2 separate regions of the Mus musculus genome follow, and region 2 is linked to region 1. A link is a contact called in public Hi-C data. All regions are on one chromosome and are shown on one strand. The core of a region is the stretch at or near the end of the contact, and the rest is flanking DNA. Distances in the headings are between cores, read along the strand shown. Region 1 has its middle 13 kb from the start of Gm51537. Region 2 holds the start of Eps15l1 (epidermal growth factor receptor pathway substrate 15-like 1).

Evidence for each region. Hi-C and Micro-C count contacts between places; a contact is called where the count stands out from the background.
Region 2: a Hi-C map of bone marrow-derived macrophages shows a contact between it and region 1, with 44 read pairs. The contact joins the promoter of Eps15l1 here to the enhancer-like site in region 1. A contact is called at or near these places in 1 of 15 datasets of contacts at CTCF or cohesin (embryonic stem cells), 9 of 484 Hi-C or Micro-C datasets (the Ba/F3 cell line, CD8 T cells, the G1E-ER4 cell line and 3 more), 17 of 115 datasets of contacts at active chromatin or transcription factors (the SCID.adh cell line, acute myeloid leukemia, bone marrow-derived macrophages and 6 more) and 5 of 9 other capture datasets (adipose tissue, embryonic stem cells, liver and 2 more).

Annotation. Positions count from the first base shown.
Region 1 is chr8:72,267,175-72,269,984 of GRCm38.p6, forward strand. No RefSeq gene overlaps it. Among named protein-coding and RNA genes, the nearest start is that of Gm51537, 13 kb to the right of the region's middle. Within about 2 kb of position 1,442, at least 105 of the 459 cell types and tissues checked have an H3K27ac peak or open chromatin away from gene starts, as enhancers often do. A contact at or near this core is called in the Ba/F3 cell line, the G1E-ER4 cell line, the SCID.adh cell line and 4 more, where this site is marked.
Region 2 is chr8:72,420,047-72,422,856 of GRCm38.p6, forward strand. It overlaps Eps15l1 (epidermal growth factor receptor pathway substrate 15-like 1), which reads right to left and starts at 1,428. Exons shown (of 24, transcript NM_007944.3): 1 at 1,359-1,428. The coding sequence starts at 1,391. Gm46043 (a long non-coding RNA gene) reads left to right here. Exons shown (of 3, transcript XR_001778581.2): 1 at 1-1,734.

The sequences.
Region 1 (2,810 bases), core at 192-2,691:
TATGAGCTGTAGGGAGTGAGAAAATGAGATGCTCCTATTTCAAGTGAAGGCTGTCACTGTGTCACTCATGCATGTCTTTAATGTCTCAGTGAATTCATAGCAATGAACTTCCTTTCTGATCACCCACACATGCAAATGTGCACACGCGTGCGCGCGCGCTCGCACACACACACACACACACACACACACACAGGTAGTCATATGTTGAGTGTCATTTATGTATTTGTAATAAAAACACTTTTTAAGGGCCAGATGTGCTGAAACAGAACTTCAGTCCCAGCACCAGGGAGGCAGAGACACAGGCAAAGGCAGCTGAATCTTTATGAGTTCAAGGCCAGTCTGGACTACAAATTGAGAGCAAGGACAGCCAAGGCTACACAGAGAAATCCTATCTCAAAAAAAAAAAAGAAAGAAAGAAAGAAAAGAAAAGAAAAAGAAAGAAAAGGAAAAAACCCGAGTTTTTAAAATAAAAGAACAATATTCTGAGCCTGGTGATGTGGCGATGTGGTGTGTGCCCGCGCTGGGGAGGCTGAGGCAGGAGACTGACTTCAGGCCGCTTGGGCCACAGAACAAGGCCCTAGGTCAAAACCACAACCACAACAATAGCAAAGGAATTCTCCAAAAGTCTGTCTTGGTCAGTGAGGGCAGAGGGGAAAAATCAGATTTCCAGGGGGCGAGAGGGCTCTGTGGGTGCTTGATGCCAAGTCTTAGGACCAGGACCCACGTGGTAGAAGAAGAGAGATGACTCCCCTGCGTTGCCCTGTGACTTCTCCATGTACACCGTGGCATAAGGACATGCACTCACACAAATTTTAAAAGTTAAAAAAAAAAAAAAACTTTAAAGAATCAGACTTTCAGACTTAGAGCTCCATCTTATAACCTCCATTTCCTCCTCTGGGAAATGGGGACAGTAGAAGCTTGACTCTGAGCATTCCCACATGTGTTTCTTTAGCCTGGTCACCCCTTCCAAACGATCTTCCTGGTGAACTTCCGTGAAACTTCACCTGCAGTGACCCTCCTCCAGACACTTTTGTGTTTCAGGGCCGGGGACATCTGTGTGCCCCTGGACTTGGAGCCCCTTGATGGACACAGAGGGTTGGAGAGTGGTGAAAGCAGAGACATCCAGGGCTCAGCAGTATGGCACGGGACTCCGAATACAGTGTTCTTTCCCAAAATCTGTGTGCACGAAAGTGCCCAGCCACGGTCATCTGGGCCCTGCCCCCTCCCCATCCTCACAGCCCCTGCCAGGGCCAGGACAGCCTGTCCCCTGAGTGTCCCCCAGGTCATAGATAAGGCTGCCAGTGGCTATCGGCAGGAAACATCTTAGCAAGCAGGAAACCACGAAGTGAGCCAACTGCGCCCGCGCCGAGCTCAGCCTATCCTTGGCCTGATATTTTGGGAGCCGCTATTTAAGCCCGACTCGACTCCTGCCATGAGCTGGACTGTTCTTGTGAGGTTGGAGGGAGACTCCATTTCCACATCCCTCAGAAGCCTGCGGCCAGAGATATGAGGATCGGATCACAGAGGCCCTCTAGAGAGCCACAGCCTCTTCTCTAGCCGCTGGGCAGCCCGAGCATGTGGCGTCACCTCTCTGGGCCAGTTTTCCCCTTCACAGCTTGGATTCTGTCCTAAATGAAAAACCAAGTAGGAGGCCAGGTCATGCCTGAACCAGCCTGTGAGAGAGACCCATGTTCAAGTGAAAGCAAGGCCGGAGCTGGAGAACTGGCGGCTCAGCAGCTAGGAGCACCTGCTGCTCTTGCAGAGAGCCTAGGTTCAGTTCCCGACATCCACACGGCACCCTCACAATCATCTGTGACTCAGCTCCAGCAGAGCTGACCCCCTCTAAGCTGTGCAGGCAGAAGGTATATATGCAGTGCACATACATGCAAGCAAACACACACACACAATATAAAGTAAATAAAAATTGGGGTGTGCGCTGGATGGTTGTGGCAGGCAGATCTTTGTGAGTTCGAGACCAGCCTGGTTTACAGGGTGAGTTCCAGGAGAGCCAGGGCTACATAGTGAAACCCCATCTCAAAACAACAGCAACAGAATGGTATGGAGGGGTGGTATAGTGATCAAGAGCTAGCGCAGAGATGGGAGTGCAGTTCCCAGCACCCTGATCGAGAGGCTCTGAGGGCATCTGCACTTACTCATGTGCACAAACCCCCTTACAGATACATACACACAACTAAAACTTGGAAATTAATGAATAGAAGAGTAGCCAGGGCTTCCTACTGAGGCTCAGTTGGTAGAGCTCTCACCCAGCATTTGTAAAAGCCTGAATTCCACCGCCAGCATAAACACAGCATTCCAGGTGTGGAGACAGGAATTTAGAGCTCAACATGATCCTTAGGGACTGGAGAGATGGCTCAGTGGTTAAGAGCACTGGCTGCTCTTCCAGAGGTCCCGAGTTCAATTCTCAGCAACCACATGGTGGCTCACAACCATCTGTAATGGGATCTGATGCCCTCTTCTGGTGTGAGACAGGGTACTCATATATATTATATACTCATATATATATATACATATACATATATATATACATATACATATATCTCTGTGTAGCTCTGGCTGTCCTGGAACTCACTTTGTAGACCAGACTGGCCTCGAACTCAGAAATCCACCTGTTTCTGCCTCCCGAGTGCTGGGATTAAAGGCGTGCGCCACCACGCCCGGCTGGAAAATTTTTTTGAGAGCAGCTTTGGCTGCATAATGAAATCCAGGCCAGCTTGGGCTACAGAGAGGAAACCCTATCTCATAAAAGAAACACACCCCAAACAAAAGGGGGGCAACAAAATGGCTCATCG
Region 2 (2,810 bases), core at 178-2,677, 150 kb after region 1:
GAAGCCAGCCTGGGTGACATAGCAAGGCTCTAACTCAATACACACCTATCCTCAATACACTCCCTACTATCTGTCTAGTCCTTAACCATTTTCAGAAGACAATCACAGGTGCTGTAAGAGCATGTTAATTAATATCTACTGGTCTCCACATGTTAATATAGTGTCAAGGCTGCTGGTGGCTGGTCCTTCCAGGACTTAACCACCCTGTATTGCCCTCTCCTTCAGACCAGGTGACCTGGGTGCATCAGCCTGCCAAGCAGTTCTTACCAGCTTTGGCATTCATACTTGCTCTTGTCTTAGTCCCAAACACCCGAATTTATTGACGGGTAACAAAAGAGCTTCCAATGTGTTAGGCAAAATGTGCTTTCCACAGTTTTCTGCTAATGCATTTTACATCTCTATTTTCCAAATGAGGTAATTGATATGCTGAGGTTAAGAAGCCTGCTTCAAGGACACTCTTCCAGAGTTGGAGCCGAGATCTGAATATAAAATGCTTCCTCCTGGTAACCATGACCCTGCGAAAGACGATTCTAGCAAAGTGCATATAATATGCTGTGTGGAACAAACGGGTAATTTGGCAAATTAGCAGGACAGGAATACTTTCTAATTCTTATGGATGTCACCTGGAACTAGAGACTTTGTCAGTGAGAGACTGCTGAGCTCCCAAGCACCTGATCCCAAGCACGTTAGAAAGTGGCTGAAGAATGAATGAATGTTTTCCGCTAGAAGCACAATGGCCTTCTCACTGCTATTCTGTACGTCCCTGTAGCATTTGATACGTTCAAGAAAACCATCCAGCGACCCTGAGGACGAAGACTGGTGCATACCGTTGGGGGCGTAGGATCCGCGCTTTTCGCACCGCACAGAGCAGCGGAAGCGGATCTCGGGGGAAGGAGGGCTGGGCGGCCAGAGGCGAAGCGGGCGTGTCCCGGTTCCCCTTGCGACTCCAGTATGGGACACCACCCGCCCCGACGCCCGACCCCGCGGGAGACAAAGACTGGCGGCGGGCCCACCGCTCTCGCTCGCCTCCGCGGGGACGAAGCGCGACGCGGCTCGAACAACAGCGCCCACCCCCCAAACCCCCCCCCGTCCCTTAACCTGGCCAGGCCCCAGACGGAGCAGACATACGCAGCGGCCGCGCCCCATCACCTCTTCGCAGCCGCTCGGGGGTCGCCCGGCGCAAGAGTATGCGGGCCGCTCCGGCCTGTCACCTTCAGAACCGCCCGGCCCCCGCCACTCAGCCTCTGAGCCTTCAGCGCGCGCCTCCGCGGTCCCCTGGAGCCGCGCTTCCGCGACGACTTATCTTTCTCGCGGCAACCACCGTCCGCACCGCCCCACGGCGCACCCCAGCACCATACCTGCTGCGAGAGGGGTACAAGCGGCGCCGCCATCTTCGTGCGGACTCGGCCTCCGGAGCGCCGAAGGAACGGGGGCGGGGCCGTGCCTGCGCACTAGTACGAAGGAGGGATGCGATGCGCGCGCAGCACAGCCAGCGCAAGGACAGGCCACAGGACCAGAGTACACGTGCGCAGAAGGGAATCCAAGTCCTCCCGTGAGAAGTTTTGCAGTAAGAGGGCGGAGCCTCGATCACAGTGGAGAGGGCGGGGCAGTTCTGGCTGGAGGCGGAGCCTTTATGGGGAAGGCTCTGTCGCATAGCCTTACCAGAGTTGGCCGTACCGGGTGATTTAGAGAGCCTAGCCTAAAGCACAGCGTGACTAGAAGGTTCGGAGCCTCGTAAGTTTAGTGGGCCGAGAGTGGGCGGGCTAGTCGGTCTGTGGGGGTGGGGAGGGCCTCGTGTGCATCTCCTGATTGGAGTGGGCAAACCGAGCCCCTGGCTTTGGAGGCTCCTGTGAGGCAGGGAACCCAAGGGATAGGTAGGGCTCCCTTCCAGACCGCTGCACTCCAGCTCCCTGCACTTTCCAGTCTGGGTCTGTGAATCGGAGCTTGGCTAAACCCAGGCACCGTCTTAACTTCTCCACTCTAGTAGCCTCTACTAATGCCTAGGGTTTGCTGAACTTTTCCCGGGGAAATGGAGACAGTGGCACACAACAAAGTACCATGGTGCTCAAGTCTAACTTGGGCCATATGCAGTGTTAGTACCACTCAGTATGCTTGTTAAACAGATTTGGGTTCTGATTGCTTGCAGATGTGGGTGTAGCCTGACATCTGGTGTTTTTTGTTGTTTTTTTATGTGTATATGCCTGCTGTGCTCGTGCCAATGCCTGCCCAAGAGAGAAGAGTTTATTAGATGCCATTGAGCTGGAGTTAAAAGCACTTATGAGCCCCCAACCCCCGATATGAGTGGGAACAGAACTAGGGTCCTCTGGAAAAGCAACAAGCACCCTTAACCAACTAACTATATCTTCAGCTACTCTGGTATTTCTTTTTTTTTTTTTTTTTAAAGATTCATTTATTTATTATATGTAAGTACACTGTAGCTATCTTCAGACAATCCAGAAGAGGGAGTCAGATCTTGTTAAGGATGGTTGTGAGCCACCATGTGGTTGCTGGGATTTGAACTCCGAACCTTCAGAAGAGCAGTCGGGTGCTCTTACCCACTGAGCCATCTCACCAGCCCCTACTCTGGTATTTCTTTGTCTTTTTTTTTTTTTTTAAGTTACATTTTAACTTACATCTTAAAAGATTTGTGTGTTGGATGGCCCCTTCCACCATGAGTCACAGAGATAGGACTCAGGTTGTTAGCCTTGGCCGCAAGCATCTTTACCCACTGAGCTATCTTGCTGCCCCTTAGGACATCCTCATTCAAACCACTACACAGGTGCTGGGAAACATGGTACACATATACCGCC